Linked DNA regions of Mus musculus: regions 1, 2, 4, 5, 6 and 7 are each linked to region 3. A link is a contact called in public ChIA-PET, Hi-C, HiChIP or PLAC-seq and promoter capture Hi-C data. All regions are on one chromosome and are shown on one strand. Each heading gives the region's core, a stretch centred on a gene start, on an enhancer-like site or on the middle of the called end of the contact. The rest is flanking DNA. Distances are from core to core; before and after follow the strand shown.

Region 1 (2,700 bases), core at 107-2,606, 480 kb after region 3:
CCTGGAAGCCCTAATTTTTTCATCTGTAACTCAGCATTACCGCTTCTAGGGGCGGGCAGGAGCTGAGCTCTCTAATTCTGTAATAACAATGCTTTGCGCTTACAGAACCCTCTCTTCTCCAGGAATCTCTGTACCCTACGGTGGTTAATTAAGAGGCCACTTGCCCTGCCAGGACGCTTGACTGTCTGCATCACGGAGAGAACCCAGTCCCCTGAGTGGATGAAGAGCAGTTCCAGCATAAGGCCAGGCCAGGCTAGGCATGGCTCTGGTCCATTGCCCCTTCCTGTCATCGGGAAAAATGCTTGAGTCAGCAGAGAAACGGTGGCTGTAGGCCATTACTCCAGGGCTGACAGGATGAAGGTGTGGTTTCACACCTCTGTTTGTCCATCTGTAAAGTGGGTTAATGCCTGTACCTGAGTCCATAGAATAATCAATGGAGACCTCAGGAGGAGACCCAAGTGTTAAGGACTGGCCCAAGGGCTGCTCAAGTCTGCCTGGTGGATCAGGAAGACAGAGGACCGGGATGGGATGTCAAGCAAACGGGGAAGCCCCTACAGAAAGGAGCTGCTAGTCGGAAGGTCCTGGGGTTCAATGGACCAACAAAACTTCCCACAAAGTGAGTGTACAAACCAGAGGTAGGGGGGAGGTACGCTATTTTCCAACAGCCAGCCAAGCCAACCATTCTGGGGTAAGGGTGTCTCCGGGGACAAAACAGACCCCGCCCCACTCCTGGCCATCCGGGTAGAGACCCGACAGCACAATAGGGCAGCCCTCCTAGGGAGTTTTCTGGGGAACAGTAGAGACCTTCCCACCCTTCATTCGGCGCAGCTGACCTGGCCATGGGCTTCTAAGGAGTGACAGAGCCCTCTTCTCCGTAGGCCTGACCACTCTGGTAGGAGATAGGGAAAAAGCACGGACCCCACCGGGCCCACTAGTCCCAGAGGCTCTCAAGAGGCTCCCAAACACCCCCTGCCCAACCCAGCCGTGCCGGGGTGCTCCCCGCGGGGCCAGTACGCCCCCCCCCCCGTCCTAGTCCGCTGTCCTGGAAGAGGCTGGAAAAGCCGGGTCTGAGAAGCCGGCTCTGGGGCAGCGCCCCCACCCTGACCCCCACCTCGGCCTGAAAAGAACCTCCGGCGACCCCCGATGGCCCAGGCCTGCGGTAGGGGGCGCGGGGTTCTCAGGCGGTCAGCACTCACCGGCACGGTCATCTTGGCCGCCGCCCCCCCGGAGCCCTGCAGCAGCGGCGCGGGCTAGCTCGGGCTCGGTGGGCCCGCGCCGCTCACAGCCCCCGGCGCGGGGTCCCGGCGTTCTCCGCTGTCCTGCCGGCTGCTTTCCGCCGCCACCGGACAGTCCGGCCGCTCCCCCCGCGCCGCGCATGCGCTGCCCGCACCGCCCCTCCCCCTCCCGCCTGCTCCGCCGCGGGCCGCGTTAAAGGCAAGGACCCGGGACCCCGGGATTTTTTCTGTCGGCACAACTGGTCGAGGAGGCTGGGTTCCCACACCTTGCACGTCCTTCCAAAGGCTACCTCCAGACTTATTATTAGACAATCCCATCCGGTCCGCCCACCCGGTTCTGGAATCCAGAACCCCCACCCCCTCACATCACGTCCCTCAGTGCGGGTCCCAAGGCTCCTACAACCCTACTTTGGGAGCAGTTTAGACTGGCTGAAGGCGATCTTAGATCAGCCTAGCACTACACCAGAATTCCTCTGCCCTCCGAGCCCAGCTGAGAATGAGCTTAGGTCTCCGCCAAAGCCCACTCCATCCCCCCAGGGAGCCCCAGACCCCCAGGAAGCAGCCTGATTAACACTGGATCCCCCTGAAAATAAAATCTAGAGTGGCTTTTAGGGAGGGACCCATAATGGGCCCTCCTGCCCAAGGCTGGAAGACAAGCAGGCCTTCAGGTCTTCCTTTCTTCCATGTTAATCACCCCTAATTTCTTCAGCTGTTTCACACTTGGTATGATGCCCAAACATGCACCTGCAAGCAGTGGGCACACGGTCTTCCGACTGCCACGCCCTCGCTTCTTTCACCTTCCCTCTCAGTACACTGAGGCTCTGAGCTCCATCAGCTACCAAGGGCATAAGACCCAGGGGTCTGTCCTGCTGCCCAACCACATATAACCTGTCACTGCTCCATGGGACCTCTTCCTGGGTAAGGCCAGACCCAGGGTAATTAATGGCTGCCACGGCCTGAGAAGGAGAGTGCAAACCTACATCAAGTGGGAGATGGATTCTATGGCTTTGCTTTGTCTAGGAGCCTACTGCTTTCCTAAGGGAACCTGTTCCGAAAAGCTGATTGGCAGCAGCCTTCCCTCCTGAGAGGACCTCGAGAGGGCGAGAGCTTCAGCTAGCTAGTATATAGTACTTGGGGACAAGGCTGCTGTGACCCGAAGCTGCTGCCTCCTCCTCCTCCTCCTCCTCTTCCTCCTCTTCCCCCTCCTCCTCCTCCTTCTCCTCCTTCTCTACCACCACCCCCACCACCACCTTCCTTTCCTCCTCCTCCATTTTTTCCTCCTCTTCTTCCTACTCCCCCCTCCTTTTCCCCGTCCTCCTCGCCTGGTTTATTTTATTTTGCGTGTGTGAGTGTTTGTGCATCCATGTGTGCATACCATGTACCTGCCTGCTGCCCTCAGCGGTCAGAAGACAGCATGGGATCCCCTGGAACTGGAGTTATGGAAATTATCAGCAGCCATGTGGGT
Region 2 (2,700 bases), core at 133-2,632, 260 kb before region 3:
CTTCAACCCTATAGGTGGAACAACATTATGAACTAACCAGTACCCCTGAGCTCTTGACTCTAGCTGCATATGTATCAAAAGATGGCCTAGTCGGCCATCACTGGAAAGAGAGGCCCATTGGACACGCAGACTTTGTGTGCCCCGGTACAGGGGAACGCCAGGGCCAAAGGGGGGGAGTGGGTGGGTAGGGGAGTGGGGGTGGGTGGGTAAGGGGGACTTTTGGTATAGCATTGGAAATGTAAATGAGCTAAATACCTAATAAAAAATGGAAAAAAAAAAAAAAAAAAAAAAAAAAAGAAAATCAACTGCTCATTCTTCAGCTGAATTGGTTTAAGAGTTAAGAGAGCTCGCTGCTGTTGCGGAAGGGCCAGGGTTTGGTTCTTAGCGCCACATGGTGGCTCACAACAGTTTGTAAATCCCAGTTCCAAGGGGATCTAAAACCCTCTTCTAACATATGTAGGCTCAAGTGTGGTGCATAGATACGAACAGGCAAAACACCCATACACACACATAGAAAACATAAGATATTAAAAGAAAGTATTTGAGGCGACCCCGAGGTAAATAGTGAAGCCAGTTGGGCTGTGTCAAAAACACAGGCAGCAAAGCTGTAACTCATACACTTAAGAGGAGGCGGAGGGATAGGGATGCAAGAGCTCTCAAGGCCAGTCTCAGCTAATTAGCAAGTCAGAGGCCAACCTGGGCTACACCGTCTCGAACCCACCAACGCACCCCTCCAAAAACACAAAAACAATCTAACAAAAACTATACGACACTTAAAATAGCAACTAGACAGTTTGCATTTGTTGCTAAGTGAAGCATTAACACAAACAAAACCCGTTATTCTGGCGAGCTACAAACTGCCGCTTGGCGGTTAAGCATGAATGTGGGGCTGTTAGGGGAAAGGCAGCATAAACTCACTCAAAAACTACCCCTCAACAACGAAAAAAAGAGAGAATTTTATGTTGCCATTTCTTGTAAGAGGTCAAGAGAAGGGCCAGTTTGGGGCCTCACACACTTAATAAAGACAATGTCACCATGGGAGCAACTTTTCAGTCCAAACTCGGATAAGAAGCTCGCTGCGGGTTTTCTTCGCTGTCGGAGCAAATCCGCCGCGCTAAGTGATCGCCCACAGCAAACTCCAGCGAGCGCGGGCTGGCCCGGCTCTGAGGTCCCCGTGCTGGAAACCATGTCCGCCTCAGTCCCCTAATCCCCACCAGGCCACTGACCGACTTGACAGCGGCTTCCTGCTCGTCCACCGCCAGCGCCCATGAGTCGGTGGCCATGGTCCCGACGCGAGCCGACCTGCAGAGATGCTCCGCGCCCCGCCAACACCAGCGCCGAACGCAAGCCCGCGCCAAGTGCCACTCACACGGAGCGGAAAAAGACCCGCGCGGAGTTGACGTCAGTTCCTGCCCCGCGCGTCCGTCTTCCACCCACGCTCCGCCCCCAGGAAGATAAGCATGCGGAGCTTAGCACTTTAAGGTCCTGAGTCGCTTATTTCTTAATTTGAGGCCAGCCTGATCTACTGAGAGAGTTCCAGGACGGCCAGGGCCACACAGAGAAACCCTGTCTCGAAATGCTAAAAAGAGGAGGAAAAAAAAAAAAAATTCCATCTCGCTAGGTGCGATCTAATTGAGTTAACGTCCTAGAGCTCTGCAGAGTTACTTAGTACTCGCCCAATCGCTTCATTTCATAACCAAAATACTTACCCATTTTTTGGTTTTGAAACTAGGTATCTTGTTTTAAAACAAGGCTACCTTGAACTCGGTTTCCTCCTTAATAATCTCCAACACCTAGATTACAAGGGATCGAACGCTCTCTCTCGAGATGGCTCAGCGGTTAAGAGCACTGACTGTTCTTCCGAAGGTCCTGAGTTCAAATCCCAGCAACCACAAGGTGGCTTACAACCAACCGTAATGACATCTGACACCCTCTACTGGTGTGTCTGAAGACAGCTACAGTGTAGTTACATATAAATAATAAATATTTTTTAAAAAAATAGAACGCTCTCTAGTGGCCTTTGCAGTCGCAGACACACATGCATATACATACAACTAAGAATGAAATGATCTGAGCATAGGTGGCACAGGCCTTTAATCTCAGAATTTGGGAGGCAGAGGCCACTAGAGCAAATTCCAGAACAACTAGGGCTACACAGAGGAAACCCTGTCTCAAAAAACAATTAAAAACAAACAAAACAGAGTTACATCCTATGTGTGTGGATATGTATTTAGTTTTGTTTTTTTTTTTTTGTTTTTTTTTTTGAGTCAAGAATTTCATGTATCCCGTGGCTTTTTTTTTTTTTTTTCTGCCTCCCAAATACTGGGATAAGAGAAGTACTTTCCCTCTGTTGGGATACATTTTAAGTCATGATAGTTGTGTAAAGCTGTTTGAATGACTTAGGCACTTCACAAAAAGGATGCTCTTAAAATAGTGCAAAATTTTAATGGAATGGTAGTGAACACTTTTAACTCCAGTACTTGGGAGGTGTAGGAGGAAGATTGAGAGTGCAAGGCCAGTCTCTGCTACAGGAGACCTAGTCTCAAAATGCATATATTTTGAGTCTAACTGCCCATTGTCCTCTTGAAATTGCACTACCAAGCATACCTATTCTAGTACCAAGAACATGGCTATTTCTTCATGTATCTGCTGGGACATACTTCTTAGAGAAGACATAGTGTCTGACAACAATTAAGAAGT
Region 3 (2,700 bases), core at 170-2,669:
GAAAAGAAGTTGTCAATGTTTTTTAACTGGAGCACACCAAGTAATATAAGCTCTAGAAGAACTCACTAAGGTACTGTTAAAATTATTTCAAACTAGATGAAGTGGTTCAGCCAGATGCGGAAGGATGCCTCTCATAGGCGGCCAACCTGGGCTACAAGCAGATCCGGTCTCAAAAACAACTATCTTAAGACTTCAGAAAGACCCCACTACAGACCACAAACACCTTATATTTATTATATAGCATCAAATGCTGCCTGCAACTTTCTCAGACTTTATAGGGTTCCAAGGGACATGAAGGAACAGCCTAAAAAATGAGGTCCTTTACAAACTGACCACAGGAAGTGAAGACAAAAAAAAAAAAAAAAAAAAAAGCATAGTTTCAGCACCAGGTAAATAGTAAAGATTTACCAATTAAAAAAGAATGTGGTAGAAACAGTAAATTCGGCTTTTGACTACATTCACACCAGAAGAGAACCCAGGTTAGCTCACCAAGCGCCTACTGCTAAATAAACAGCAGATCGATCTTTAGCAGTTTAAATGTACCGATTTTTTTTTCCACGTTGAAATCCATTGCTACAAACTGGCGAGGTCGAAACGGATAGCAAACAAATCCTAAACTGGTTTTCCGGCGAGGAACCGCTCTGCATAGAGCATCACACAAAAGACAGGAGCGCAAACAGAAAACACGCTCCTTAGGCCTGCGCCTACTGAGGCCGTGAGCCGAGGTCCTGATCCCAGAACACCGCGACGACAGGGAGCGAACTAGGGGACCGGAGGAGGAAGGATCGGGGTGGGATCCGCTTGCCCGAACGCACCCGGGAGTGAGGGGCAGGAAAGAGAGAGGCGCGAGCACAGCCCTGAAGGAAAAGAGCAGAGGGAAGCTGCTGCTGCAGCCCGGCATCCGCGGCTTCCAGGCCGGCGACACCCTCCGGCCCGCACCAGGCTCGGCCCTCCTCCCCAGGCTCGTCCCACCTCCTCACCTCCCTCACGTCCTGCAGGCACTCGAGCACCGCCAGGTTGTTGCTCCAGGTGTGTTTGGGGCACACACGGGTCACGTCCTCCCGGCAGGACTCTTCCTCCGCCAGCTTCCAGCCTCCGCCAGTCCCACCGGGCCCCGCTCCGCCCCGCCGGGCCGGGAGCCCGCCCGCCGCGAAAAGCGACTGCTGCTGTTGCTGCTGCTGCTGCTGAGGCGGCGGCTGCTGCTGCTGCTGCGATAACTGAGGCTGCTGAGGCGGCTGTTGGCCGGCCGGGCTGCCGCCTCCACCTTGCCCTGGGAAGGGCCCAAAGTTGGTCCCCGGACCCTGGCCCTGACCGTGACCATTCTGGGCCCCTGCTGCCGCGAGCAGCAGCAGCGGCAACGCCGCCGACAAGCGGAACATCCCCCGTACACGTCCACACACCGCCATCTTGGGTTCGCGGCGAGCTCGACGCACCCGCCGGCGACGTGTATTTAAATGAGGGGGCGGAGCCGCGGGCGTGGGCTGGCGTGGCTCCTCCCCAGCGGGCGGTAGACTCGGGAGTCCGCGGCGGAGTGAAAAGCAGCGGAGGTTGCGCTGCGAAGGAAGGGCCCACGCCCTGGACCCGGCTGGCGGGAAAGTGGATAGCCTTCCCGGAGGAACTGTTGGAGCTGCTGAGAAAACCTGCGTAGGGGCACCGTGGTATAAATCTCTCGATTGTTGACACGGAAGAGAAAAAAGAGAAGTGAATTTGGACTGACACAACTAAGATGGCCGGTGGAATATTTCGCCAGTTCGGTGACTCACGGTGGGTGGAGGAGGAAGGGTTAAAAACTTTGTTGTGTGTAGATGAACTTCAAAACCGAATGTATTCCGGTATCTGAGAGCCTCATTTTGTGTCTGACCTGTATTTCTTACCTAGAGAAGCAGGCGACAATTCGATGAATGTTAAGCGTACATAGGTTATAATCCTTGCTCATGGGCCTTCAAGATGATCGCTCAAATGTAAAGTAAAACTGTGAACTTTTAGAATAAAAACAGGGAGAGGCTGGGGGTGTAGGGGTCAGTTGGTAGAGTGTACAAAGACATGGATTTGATACCCTTCATCTCATAACCCGGCATATGCCTGTGATCCTAGCTTTCAGGAGGTGAAAGCAGGAAGGTTGAAGCCAACCTAAGACTGTTTCGAGAAGAAGAAGAAAAAAGTAACAAAATCAAGGAAACTACCTGGCCTGTAACTTGAAGTCCCAAAAGTTATAGTCAATATTAAACACAACACGAGGGCCTTTGCTTGGACATCTTCTTTAAGAACCAGGACTTAGGGACTGGCAAGATGGCTCTGGTAAGAGCACTGACTGACAGTCCTGAGTTCAAATCCCATCAACCACATGGTGGCTCACAACTATATGCAATGAGATCTGATGCCCTCTTCTGGTGTGTCTAAAGACAACTACAGTGCACTTACATATAACAATAAATAAATCAAAACAAACAAACAAAAAACAGGACTTAGACTCCCCCTACTTCCATTTTTGAAACAAAGTCTCACTGTTGGCCCCTGGCTGACCCAAAACTCACTATGTAGATAGACCAGGCTGCTCTCCAACTCACAGAGACCTCCCTTCCCCCGCCCCGGCCCCCTGTGAACCACAGGTCCAGCCTGTGTCAGCAAATTGTATTGCTGACCTGTACGCAACATCTTCAACATTGCTTTACTACACACTAGTGACCCCTCCTTGGGTTG
Region 4 (2,700 bases), core at 61-2,560, 360 kb before region 3:
TAAGGAGTGTTTCTCAGGCACCTAGCCAACGGCATTGTAGTGACAGCTCACAGGAGCCATTCACCAGTCCTAATAGGTGATCTTATCACACCACAGGCATAAAGGAAGCCTGGCTTAAAGAATAAGCAGGCTGCCTAAGGTCAGGTAGAGCTAGCATAAATAGCTGGGTGTGTCCCCGTGTCTATGTTCTCAGTCACAGGGAGGAATGGTCCTGGGTTGTCACACGTGGCATTTGCACAGTGATCTTAGAATACAGAGAAGAAATTATAGCAGCACTCTGCCCATTTTCACAGAGCTTCATTTGCTCAATCCAAGTTGGAGTTTTGAGGACTGGAACTTTTTATGTCTTTTTTTTTTTTTTTTCTTTTCTTTTTTAGTTACGACATAGTCCTACAAAGCAAACCTGGCTAAAAGCTTACACCAATTCATCTAGTCAAGGATTTTTGGTTGGTTGATTTTTTTTTTAGTTCTGTTTGCTTTCCAGTGCTAGGAAACCTCAGGAAAATTGCAGGAGAGTGAGCATACCCAGGGATGATAAAATAAGGCCCCTTATGCATACACGCACGCACACTCCAAGTACATATTTTTAAGACAGGCTCATATTATGCAGCCTTAGTTGGCCTCAAACTTTCCATCTTCTTGCCTCCACTTCCCAATACTAGGTTTACAGGCCTGGGCCACTATGCCAGCTCATAATCTGCTCATTGAACAAAGATGGTATAGGTAGGGACTACGCACATTTCAGCATTTTAAAAACTTTAAAAGTTGAATGTATGTGTGTGTGTGAGTGAGTGAGAGAGAGAGAGAGAGAGAGAGAGAGGGAGAGAGAGAGAGAGAGAGAGAGAGAGAGAGAGAGAGAGAGAGAGGCAGGCCCAGGAGACTCTAATTTGCAGCTTTTTGAAGAACAAGAGGCAGAAAGAAGTTGGCTGGAAGTAAAACCAGATAGTAAACAATACGTTCATACAATGTGTACCCAGTGGGGTAAACTGAGGCAGGAAAACGACTCAAATCAAAATCAGAGCAGCGCTGGCATCTAGAGCTCCCTGGCTCAAGGGAATGTCGCTCGGTGTGCCAGGTGTCCGCAAGTCGTGGGGGTTCCCTCTGAAAACCCAGATCAAGAGAAGACTGCACTACAGAGGTCCCCTGCAGCTAACTAGCGCTGGGGGCGACGGCAGAGATCTGGGAAACCCGCAGGAAGGCGCCCCAAACTACAGTGGAACTGAAGACCCCGCGGACCCACATACCTGCGTCCGCCCAGCGCTCGCAGAGCCGGCTCTTTAACGCGGCTGCGCATGCAGCGCGGCGCACCCTGGGAAATGGAGTTCATTCGGCCTCCCGCCAGAGTCCTCAGAACCTACTCGCAGCCCCGCCTTACTGAAAGGACAAAGTTCTCAAACTTACAAGGAGTGCTAAATATACAAATTTCCAGAGAGAACAGGTGTCTTAAAGACACTGGCCAACTGTTTCTTTGTTTGTTTGTTTGTTTGTTTGTTTGTTTGTTTGTTTGTTGTGACTCGGGTACAAGGTAAAAGTATATTTTGATTGTTTTGTTTTGTTTTGTTTTGACAGGGTTTCTCTTTGTAGCCCTCACTGTCCAGGAACTCATTTGCCTTCCTCTGCCTATTGAGTGTGTGTGCAACCATCGCCTGGCTGTAATTTTGACCTTTTAAAATACTTTTTATTAAAGCTAAGTCTTTCTTAACTATTGATTAATTGAATGATTGATTGATTGATTGATTGAATATGAGTACACTGTAGCTGTCTTCATGCACACCAGAAGAGGGCATCGAATCCCATAACAGATGGTTGTGAGCCATCCCGTGGTGGCTGGGCATTGAACTCAGAACCTCTGGAAGAACTTAACTGCTGAGCCATCTCTCCAATCCCTTTATTTTGACCTTTTAAAAAGGATGGGGGTTTTGGGGTTTGTTTGTTTTTTTCTGTTTTTTGTTTTCTGTTTGGTTTTTCGAGACAAGGTTTCTCTGTATAGCCCTGGCTGTCCTGGAACTCATGCTGTAGACCAGGCTGGCCTCGAACTCAGAAATCCACCTGCCTCTGCCTCCCAAGTGCTGGAATTAAAAGCATGTGCCACCACAGCCCGCTTAAGAAGGATTTTTAAAAAGTTATTATTTTAGGGACTGGAGAGATAGCTCCACTAGTTAAGAGCACTCACTGCACTTCCAGAGGACCAGGCAGATCACAACATCCTCACACAGACATAAACCACCAATGCAGGCAAAACACCAATGCATATGAAAATAAAAATGAATAATTATGAAAATGACTTTGCTTTTATTATTACCGTCAATGCCATCATTTTATGTGCCTGAGTGTTTTGCCTGCATGTGTGTCTGCACCTCGTGCATTCCAGAAGAGGTTGCCAGCAGGTATTGGATTCCCAGAAGTTAGAATTAAAGACCATTGTGACCACCATGTGGGTGCTGGGAATCAAACCCAAGTCCTCTAGAAGAGCAGCCACCTGCTGATCCATCTCTCCACCTGTTTTTTGGTTGTTTTGTTTTGTTTTATTTTTTATTTTTTTTAGATAGGATCTTCCTATGTAGCCCAGGCTGGCCCTCATTCAAACTCCTCCTACTTCAGTCTCCAGAGTGCTAGGATTGTACGAACTCACCACCATATCCTTCAGATTTTTTTTTTTTTTTTAAGACAGGGTTTCTCTGTGTAGCCTTGGCTGTCCTG
Region 5 (2,700 bases), core at 64-2,563, 400 kb before region 3:
TGGAGACTTACTATGGACCAGGGCGACTCTTTACCCTGATCAAATATCTTCAAGTAGAATGTGACACACAGGTGGAGAAGGTCGTAAACAAGTTCATCAAGCAAAGGGACTACCACCAGCAGGTGAGCCGGGGAGCAGCCGTGGTCGGGGCACTCGGTAGAGGACGTTAGGAGAAATGAAGATGAATGAAAGAATCGATGGATGGGTGGGTGGGTGGATGGACCCACTGCCTAGAGGAGAAGGACAGATGCTGAAGGTAGAGTGGCCTTCACTTTGCCTAATGCTTAGTGCCTTAACACAACAGAAACAGAGGACCAGATTCTCTATCATTGAACGTTCAGCAGTGCCCTCTGCATGCTATTGAGTATCAAGTATTAATAATTTGTTTTTAATTTCACTTTAGTTTTTATGGCTCTCTTTTTCAGAACTAATTTTCCATTCCCATAAGCTCAGGAAATAAAAGTAGCACACAGAAGTAGGAATGGCCAGCAGAGTGGTGCATAACTATAATCTCAGCCCTGGGGAAGCTGAAGCAACGGGATCACCATTATTTTGAGGTCAGCCTGGACTGCATAAGGAAATCCAGGCCAACCTGAGTTCCATAGCCACTGTCTATTGGTTCATATCTATAAGCAGAACCCCAGACTGTGAGACCAGACAGCAGTCCATGAGAATGTCCTTAGCATTACTTTTTTTAATACTTGCTGTTCTTTATTCAGTCTTTAAGAATGGTTTGACTTATGTATGTGCAGCATGTATAGGCCTAGTGCATGGGGGCAGGAAAGGCACTGGGTCCTTTGCAAGGAGAGGGACAGATGGTTGTTTGCTACCACATGGGTTCTGGAACCAAATTCTAGTCCTCTGCAAGAGTAGCAAGTACTCTTAACCACTACGTTATCTCACCAGCCCTACCATTCATTACTTTTAAATAAAATGACAGCGGCTGGAAAGTTGGCTTAGCAGTTAAGAGAATTTGCTTCTCTTCTAGAAGACCGACCTGAGTTTGATTCCAAGCACTCCCTTGGCAGCTAACAACCGTCTGTGACTTCCAATTCCAGAGGATTGGAAGCCCTCTTTGGCCTCCACAGGCAGAGCATACCTGGTATGCATACATACATACATACATTTAGGCAAAACATCCATACATAAAGTAAAAAATAAGTAAATATATAACAGAAATGAAAGCAACAGCCAAAAGCAACTCTTGCTTGAAAGAAAAGTGAGCCTCATTAGCAACCTGAAGCTTATCACTGTAGGCTGGAACGGCCAGTGGGGGGCAGAGGTGCTCTTCTGATTTCTGTGGTGTTTTTCAGTTTCGGCTCGTCCAGAGTAATTTGATGAGAAATTCTGCAACAGAAAAAATTGAACCAAGGTAATAATAATCCTTCAGCTTGTAAGAATTTCAGTTACTAGTTACATCTAGTTTAGAGACTACTTCTGTTAAAATGTAGGGGATTTTGGTTTGGGGTTTTTTTAGTTGGTTGGTTTGGTTTCGGTTTTGGTTTGGGGACAAGGTCTTTTTATGTGCTGTCCTGGAACTCTCTATGTATATCCAGCTAACCTCAAACTTACAGAGATCCTCCTGCCTCTCCTTTCAAGTGCTAGGATTAAAGGCCTGTACCACCATGCATGGAGTAATTTTATTTTTAAAATAAAATACAGTAAGTTGTTGACAACTCTGTAGCCCAGGCTAGTCTCAGACTCATAACAAGCCACGTGTCTCAGTCTTCTAAGTACTGAGATTACAGGCATGAGCCACCAATTTCCAACTCTATCAATTTCTCCTAGAGAAGACACTGTATAAAAATATGTCTAGTTAATAAGGAGTAATAGATCACTGGATGAGGATATCTCAGTTGGTAAGAATCCTTACCTAATAGACGTAAGTACCCTATACCCTAACACACACGTGGTACCCCATAAAAAGAGACATGACGGCTCATGCCTATAGTACCTTAGAAGGTAAAGGCAGGAGGATCAGCTGTTTAAGGTCATAATCATCGACCTAGATTTCAAGGCTAGTGTGTACTACATGAGACCCATTTTAAAAAGTTAGGTGCTAGTTGTGGTTTCTTCTTAGAAGACCCTAGCTTGTGTTAAGTTGTCAGAAAAACTCACCAGCATAGTTATGATAGTTGACACATTTATAATGTTAATTGTACATTGTTATAAGTGTTTAACAAATATTAAACCACTTCAAGGTATGTTAACCTCTACACTACTGGCATTTTGGCTAGATAGCTTTTTTCCCCAGGAACTGTCCTATATACTATGAAAAAAAAAATCATTACTCCTGTCTATCCACTGTAATACCCTGGGAGAGCAAAATCATTGGTAAATCATTGGTAATTTGTAACTTATTTTCAGAAGAACAAACTAAAGCCTAGAAATGCTAAATGGCTTTATCAAGATAATAAAGCTAGAAAATGGCAGAGCCAGAAATAGAATCCAAGCATGTTCTGAACACTGCTGTGGACCACTGAGGTGAATCTGAATTACAGGGTAGGAGAGAACATGTAATGAGATATAGTCAGATATGGGCAATGTCCAGGGCTCTTCCTGAGGATAAATGGCCACAGGTCTGAGACTTGAAGGGTGAATTGGAGTATAAGAGTGTCCCAGACAGCATAAGGAAAGTATGTCCTAAGCACTTGAGAGAGCCTGAAATAATGTGACTATGAGGGGCCACTATAGAGGGAT
Region 6 (2,700 bases), core at 153-2,652, 340 kb before region 3:
CCCTGTCTCTTACCAACGCTGACACAGTAGGAAAGTGGAGCCCTGAACCTAGTTTCAGGCAAGCATTTTTAGAGGCAAGAAGTGGGTCTCTAGTCTGGTACACATCTGATTGGGGGGGGCGGGGGAGGGACGACGGGCGGAATGATGGCCTTTAATGCTGGAAGTCAAACCATAAACTTAACTTCTGCTTTCCTCCTGATTGGTGGTTGTTAGAAAGTGAAGTGCCAGGGGGCGGGCTTGTAACCTGGGGGGTGCAGATTTGTTGGGGAGTAACCTGGAAACCGGTGCTAGGTACTGGTCTGTTAGTTTACTCGAGTTCAATCTTAGGTCAGGCTTTCTGTGATGGAGTCTGAACCCAAAAGATTCATTGCAGGGTGTGATGGCTCAGTGTCCATAATAACAACCCTCAGGAGGCTAAGGCAAGAGAATCCATCATGGATTCCAGGCGGGCCTGCCTGGCTTACAAAGGGAATTTACGACTACCTTGGGTTACATAATAAGAGAAAGAACGAACACACTTAAAATTCTAGGGTCCCAGAACTAATGAACCAGAAGTCGTTTGAGTATCATTGGTCAGTCAGAGACATTTGGAGACTGAATGTGTCATCAATTAGGAACTTCCTAATGGTTTTGGAGCTTGGTTTGAAAGTTGAGGAAAGGATTGCCTAACACTGATGTGGATAAATATTTAAAATGTGTGCATGTTACCCTAGAGAATAGGCATCTAAGAGTCAGAAGTCTGAAGTCAAGAGATGCCCTAATGGATAAAGGCTGTAGGGTGCCTACAAGCAAGACAGTTTGCAATGTGAGGTGCCCAGTCACATAGTGGCAAACCCTATTTCCACATCGCTGCTGGTGCCCCTCTTTTCAACAGCCTGGACCTAGTGCCCTCACTGCAGTTGCAGCTTGCTGGGCCAGGGCATGAACCCAGCTGGCTCAGGTCGTGGCTCTTGGCAAGAGCAAGTACAAACAGTTCCCTTGAGCTGGGCTTGGCCGCAGTTGATCACAGTCCTGTGTGAGAGGCATCCTCAGCTTACTCGCATCCTTTGATGAACCAGGTACCAAAGCCCGGCTGGGGTACCGCAGACTGCACCTCCCAGGCTTCAGCAGCCCAGAGTCGCGTGGCTGTGAAACTGAAGAATACGCCCCTTAGTGCTGTGCCTTAACCCTCTAAATCCGGACAGAACTACAAAGACCATGAGCCCAGATATGGGAGTGCATTGCTTTCTGGGAGCAATAGTCCTATATGCAGAGCGATGCTGGCGGGTCCTGCCAGGCTGGACTACATATCCCAGCATGCCTGAGCGAGTGGTGGTGGGGGAACAGGAGGGAGGGGAGAGCCCCGGAGGATGTGAATGGGGAGGGGGCACCCGCCCCCTTCCCCCACCCTTCCCTTTAGCTTGGGTAGGGGTGGGGGGAGGGGCCGGGCTGAGCTGCAGCCGCGGCGCTCCGGGAGGGCAGGGCCAGGCAAGGGCGGGACTGGCCCGAGGCTGGCGGACTGGAGAGCGGTGAAGCTAACGGGTCCAGGCGCGGGAGGCGGCGGCGGCGGCGGCGGCGGCGGCAGCGGCGGCAGCTCTCTGCACGGGCGGAGGCGGCGGCAGGAGCGGCAAGCATGGCCCGCGCGGCGCCCAGCGCAGACTGAGGTGCGCGGGCGGGATGAGAGAGGGCGGGATGCGGGGCTCCCCGGGCCCCGTGCTGCCCCTACCGTCTTCTGTGCGGGCAGCGGGCTTGGCCCAGAGGCCCAGATCCAGCGGGTCCAGCCCAGCAACTTCCCTCGGGTCTGGGCGCCGTGTGGGCGGGGGTCCGATTGCCTTGGCCTCGATCGGGATCCCCGTCTTCTGCTTCTGCATATCTAACCACTCCCAGTCTTTCAGGCACTCCTGTAACACTCCTTGCTGGCAGCCCCCAGCCTCAGCCTTTGGAGTTCTCTGTCCTCGTCCACACTTCCACACCCCAGGTGTTGGTACTTCCAGCCCTAGGGCGCTTGGGAACCTGCTCCATCCGGAATCCCCTGCCCCACTTCTCCTGGTCACAAGCTGTCTGCACCATCTTCACTTCTTTCCTCTACCCTTCGGCCTTTCCCCCACCTGGCACTGACCCCTAGCCACACTCTGTGGCCTAGTTCTCTCTAATAAGACCTGACAGCTTGATCCCCTTCCTACTTTGGAAAAACTGAGGCATGAACCCACCGGAAACTTGGTCATGGTGTGCCCGTCCTCTCTGGACGCTGGCCTGAGCACTGTCCCTTGTCCCTCTTGTTCCTTCCATCCTTTGCCATATAAGACACGTTACTTCCCTCCAGTCATGCCCCTGTGACTGAATCAAACTTCCCAGCCCCATATACAGCTCCAGTGTTCCCTGTTTAGTTCTTCCACTACTTCTGTTGTCCCTGCTTTGCACAGCCCTCCACCTGGAAAGGAGTCTCAGTCCTTTTGCTGCTCGTTCAAGTTAGCCTTTCTGCTTCTCTCTTGCCAACTGCATCCATCTCCTCCCATGTTGCCTCTTGTTTTTCATCTGTGTACTAAGAATAATTCAGGGACCCCTGGGACCCCTGGGAAGTAGTCAGTCATTCCTTGTCAGTAACCCATACTCCTGTCTACAAATGTCTAGAAACTGTTTGGCCATCCCGTCCTCATGCTTGGTGGGCTCAGAAGTGTGGGTTGGAAGGGACCGTTTACCTCTATGAAGATGGTGACATTG
Region 7 (2,700 bases), core at 164-2,663, 280 kb after region 3:
TTCTCTGTATAGCCTTGGCTGTCCTGGAACTCACTCTGTAGACCAGGCTGGCCTCGAACTCAGAAATCCTCCTGTCTCTGCCTCCCAAGTGCTGGGATTAAAGGCATAGGCCACCACTGCCCAGCTTGTTCGAAGCTTTTAGCTCACCCCCAGCACTCTGTGCTTGCAAACAACCATCTTTCTGTGGCCTTCCAGGCTAGTCACACTGGAAGAGACAAGTCTATTAGCCCCTTTAAATCTCCCTCCAATTCCATTTTCGGAAGCACGGAGCCCACTTGACAGAGTGACAAGAGAAGGTCAGGTTAGTGACTGGGTGATGCTTACGGTGCTCAGAGCTGAGCACTTGAAAAATTATTTGCTCAAAGAATAAGCAAAGTGAAAATATGAGAAAGACTGGGACTGACCTGGCAAGGTGAGTCTCTGTTGCAAAATGCAATTTGGTCAACAAATATTTATTGAGTACTGTGCCCTTGCCTTGTGGCTCTATGTCAAAATATGGCTCTATGTCAAAATACATGATAAACAAAACAGCAATCGGCCTTGGGCAAGGAGTTTCTAAAACAGCTTTCCCGCTGCATGGTTCTTACTTTTTTTTTTTTTTTAATCCACCTATTGATTTTGAGGATTATATTCTAGCCTAAGGAATCGATTCAGACCCAAATAGTTGGTTCTGATCTAACGACAGCAAAGTCTAGGCGCCACTGGGGCACTGTTGTATCTCCTAACAGCTAATCCCAAATGTGTTTGGGTCCAAGCTGATTCCCTCCTCCCCCCCCCCCCCCGCCCCCCATGCTAAACTTCCTAAGGTTGGCTGGGGTCCTTGGATGGAGAACCTCCAAACGAATGGACAGCATATCCACCAGAGGGTGCTGTGAGGGCAGGTCTGTGGCGGGAGGGGAGCTCCCCCAGTGACCCTTCAAACCCAGGTAGGCTTTATTAGTTGGTTTTTCTTTCTTCTCGGTGTTTCCTTCCTACCCGCTAAAACCGTCGTTACCCCTCCCCCCACTCAGGGTCTCGTTTTGAAGACATTGATTCGACTTTCGCCGCGACTCCAGCAGAGCTGTGATCCAGAGGAAGTCTGACCTCTGTCGCAGACGCCCGGCGGCTGGAGACGTCCTGTCCCTGGACCGCCCGGGGCGCAGGCGGTAGGTGGGTGGGGACCTCCAAGGCCGCAGCTCGCTGCTGCGCCGCAGGGGCCGCGAAGGGGTTAACCCGGCGGGGGGGGGGGTGCGGGAGGAGGGAGGGGGCGCGGGCCGCGCGTGCGCTCTGCCGCCCTCCATTGTCTCCACGGCGGCGAGGAGCGCCGGCGAGCGCAGCCCGGGACGGAGCGGGGCGGTGCGGCTGGCTGGCGGGGCCGGCGGCGGCTGGAGCCGGAGCGCGACGCCACGCGACCGCGGCTTCCAGAGCTCCGCCTGGCTGCCCCACCGCCGCGAGCCCTCCCGAAGCCTGGAGGAGTGAGGGCCGCCGGCGCGGGCTGAGGAGTCCTGAGACGGGGGACGCGAACGGCGCGGCGCCCGGAGCCTCCGCCGCTTCCTGCTGCGGGCGAGCGGCCTCCTCCGGCTCCTCCCTCCCTTCGCTGCGGCTCCTTAGGCTCCGGAGCCCGGGGGCGGCCTGTGGCGCGAGGCGCCGGCTCTGGACCGCGCTTCTTCGGACCTTAAGGGGAACATGCATTCGGCTTGGACAGTTTGAAATTCTTAGTTTGGGGTCCCCGCTCGCTTGCTTTTTCCACCCCGCGGATTTTTTTTGAGGATTCCCCCCCTCACCTTTTTTCATTTTTCTCCCCTCGGGGCTCTTTTGTGACTCTCCCCAACCCCAACCCTCCGCCTTTATGTTCGCCCAGACCTCCACCCGCTTCTGAGTAGTGGGGGAGGGTTTCAGCCTCCACGTTCCCGCCCCACCGGGGCCCCGGCGAACATGGGGGGCAAGCAGAGCACGGCGGCCCGCTCTCGGGGCCCCTTCCCGGGGGTCTCTACGGATGACAGCGCCGTGCCGCCGCCGGGAGGGGCGCCCCACTTTGGGCACTACCGGACGGGCGGCGGGGCGATGGGGCTGCGCAGCCGCTCGGTCAGCTCGGTGGCGGGCATGGGCATGGACCCCAGCACGGCCGGAGGGGTGCCCTTTAGTCTCTACACCCCCGCCTCCCGCGGGACCGGCGACTCCGAGAGGGCGCCGGGCGGCGGAGGGTCCACGTCGGACTCCACCTATGCCCACGGCAATGGTTACCAAGAGACCGGCGGCGGTCACCATAGAGACGGGATGCTGTACCTGGGCTCCCGAGCCTCGCTGGCGGATGCTCTACCTCTGCACATCGCACCCAGGTGGTTCAGCTCGCACAGTGGTGAGTCCGCGGGTGACGGAGGCCTTGAAGGGTGGAGTGCAAGGGAGGGCGCGCCGGGGCGCCCGAAACCTCTTAATGTGCTAAGGTATGGGTATGAAGCTAACTCCTGCCCTTCCCCTGGTTCCTTCCATGTCAGAGGATGAATAGGATCAAATAAGATAACTACTGCCTAGGGGGAAAGCTGCCTACTAGGCGTGTGGAGCCGGGTACCTTAGGACTGCAGGCATGTGTTCACTTGTGGATGGCTGAGTGAAACCTGCCTATTGAGGTCGCATTTATTAGCGTCATGATCCTCAAAGGTCTTCTTGTCTGAGACTCTTCATTTCTGCCGCTGCAGCATGGTACCTACCTTTCTGGTTAAG

The links. Promoter capture Hi-C pulls out the DNA fragments that hold promoters and counts their contacts. A called contact is a pair of places that touch in the nucleus more often than the background predicts. ChIA-PET counts read pairs in DNA pulled down with a chosen protein or histone mark. HiChIP or PLAC-seq counts read pairs in DNA pulled down with a chosen protein or histone mark.
Region 1: an H3K4me3 HiChIP or PLAC-seq map of bone marrow-derived macrophages shows a contact between it and region 3, with 3 times the contacts expected there. The contact joins the promoter of Bcar1 here to the promoter of Glg1 in region 3. A contact is called at or near these places in 1 of 484 Hi-C or Micro-C datasets (embryonic stem cells) and 2 of 115 datasets of contacts at active chromatin or transcription factors (bone marrow-derived macrophages and extraembryonic endoderm stem cells).
Region 2: a contact with region 3 is called in a Hi-C map of B cells, with 6 read pairs. The contact joins the promoter of Ddx19a here to the promoter of Glg1 in region 3. A contact is called at or near these places in 3 of 484 Hi-C or Micro-C datasets (B cells, CD4 T cells and embryonic stem cells), 1 of 115 datasets of contacts at active chromatin or transcription factors (memory CD8 T cells) and 2 of 9 other capture datasets (liver and pancreatic islet).
Region 4: a promoter capture Hi-C map of neutrophils shows a contact between it and region 3, with 3 times the contacts expected there. The contact joins the promoter of Fcsk here to the promoter of Glg1 in region 3. A contact is called at or near these places in 2 of 39 promoter capture datasets (hematopoietic stem and progenitor cells and neutrophils) and 3 of 115 datasets of contacts at active chromatin or transcription factors (astrocytes, pancreatic cancer cells and pro-B cells).
Region 5: a contact with region 3 is called in an RNA polymerase II ChIA-PET map of memory CD8 T cells, with 9 read pairs. The contact joins the enhancer-like site here to the promoter of Glg1 in region 3. A contact is called at or near these places in 1 of 39 promoter capture datasets (erythroid cells), 1 of 15 datasets of contacts at CTCF or cohesin (large pre-B cells), 4 of 115 datasets of contacts at active chromatin or transcription factors (effector CD8 T cells, large pre-B cells, memory CD8 T cells and 1 more) and 3 of 9 other capture datasets (adipose tissue, liver and pancreatic islet).
Region 6: an HNF4G HiChIP or PLAC-seq map of pancreatic cancer cells shows a contact between it and region 3. The contact joins the promoter of St3gal2 here to the promoter of Glg1 in region 3. A contact is called at or near these places in 1 of 39 promoter capture datasets (cranial neural crest) and 3 of 115 datasets of contacts at active chromatin or transcription factors (astrocytes, embryonic stem cells and pancreatic cancer cells).
Region 7: a contact with region 3 is called in an RNA polymerase II ChIA-PET map of memory CD8 T cells, with 32 read pairs. The contact joins the promoter of Znrf1 here to the promoter of Glg1 in region 3. A contact is called at or near these places in 1 of 484 Hi-C or Micro-C datasets (the HL-1 cell line), 2 of 115 datasets of contacts at active chromatin or transcription factors (memory CD8 T cells and pancreatic cancer cells) and 2 of 9 other capture datasets (adipose tissue and pancreatic islet).

The regions. Positions count from the first base shown.
Region 1 is chr8:111,742,493-111,745,192 of GRCm38.p6, forward strand. It overlaps Bcar1 (breast cancer anti-estrogen resistance 1), which reads right to left and starts at 1,357. Exons shown (of 7, transcript NM_009954.3): 1 at 1,197-1,357. The coding sequence starts at 1,208. It overlaps Gm51589 (a long non-coding RNA gene), which reads left to right. Exons shown (of 3, transcript XR_003947596.1): 2 at 123-616.
Region 2 is chr8:110,996,441-110,999,140 of GRCm38.p6, forward strand. It overlaps Ddx19a (DEAD box helicase 19a), which reads right to left and starts at 1,383. Exons shown (of 12, transcript NM_007916.2): 1 at 1,227-1,383. The coding sequence starts at 1,283. Gm51551 (a long non-coding RNA gene) reads left to right here. Exons shown (of 3, transcript XR_003947457.1): 3 at 1-16.
Region 3 is chr8:111,257,791-111,260,490 of GRCm38.p6, forward strand. Glg1 (golgi apparatus protein 1) reads right to left here and starts at 1,420. Exons shown (of 26, transcript NM_009149.3): 1 at 981-1,420. The coding sequence starts at 1,406.
Region 4 is chr8:110,901,178-110,903,877 of GRCm38.p6, forward strand. It overlaps Fcsk (fucose kinase), which reads right to left and starts at 1,311. Exons shown (of 24, transcript NM_172283.3): 1 at 1,245-1,311.
Region 5 is chr8:110,858,573-110,861,272 of GRCm38.p6, forward strand. It overlaps Cog4 (component of oligomeric golgi complex 4), which reads left to right. Exons shown (of 19, transcript NM_133973.2): 7 at 1-122; 8 at 1,314-1,372. Among named protein-coding and RNA genes, the nearest start is that of Cog4, 13 kb to the left of the region's middle. Within about 2 kb of position 1,314, at least 47 of the 459 cell types and tissues checked have an H3K27ac peak or open chromatin away from gene starts, as enhancers often do. A contact at or near this core is called in memory CD8 T cells, where this site is marked.
Region 6 is chr8:110,918,463-110,921,162 of GRCm38.p6, forward strand. St3gal2 (ST3 beta-galactoside alpha-2,3-sialyltransferase 2) reads left to right here and starts at 1,403. Exons shown (of 7, transcript NM_009179.3): 1 at 1,403-1,643.
Region 7 is chr8:111,535,227-111,537,926 of GRCm38.p6, forward strand. It overlaps Znrf1 (zinc and ring finger 1), which reads left to right and starts at 1,414. Exons shown (of 4, transcript NM_133206.4): 1 at 1,414-2,338. The coding sequence starts at 1,915.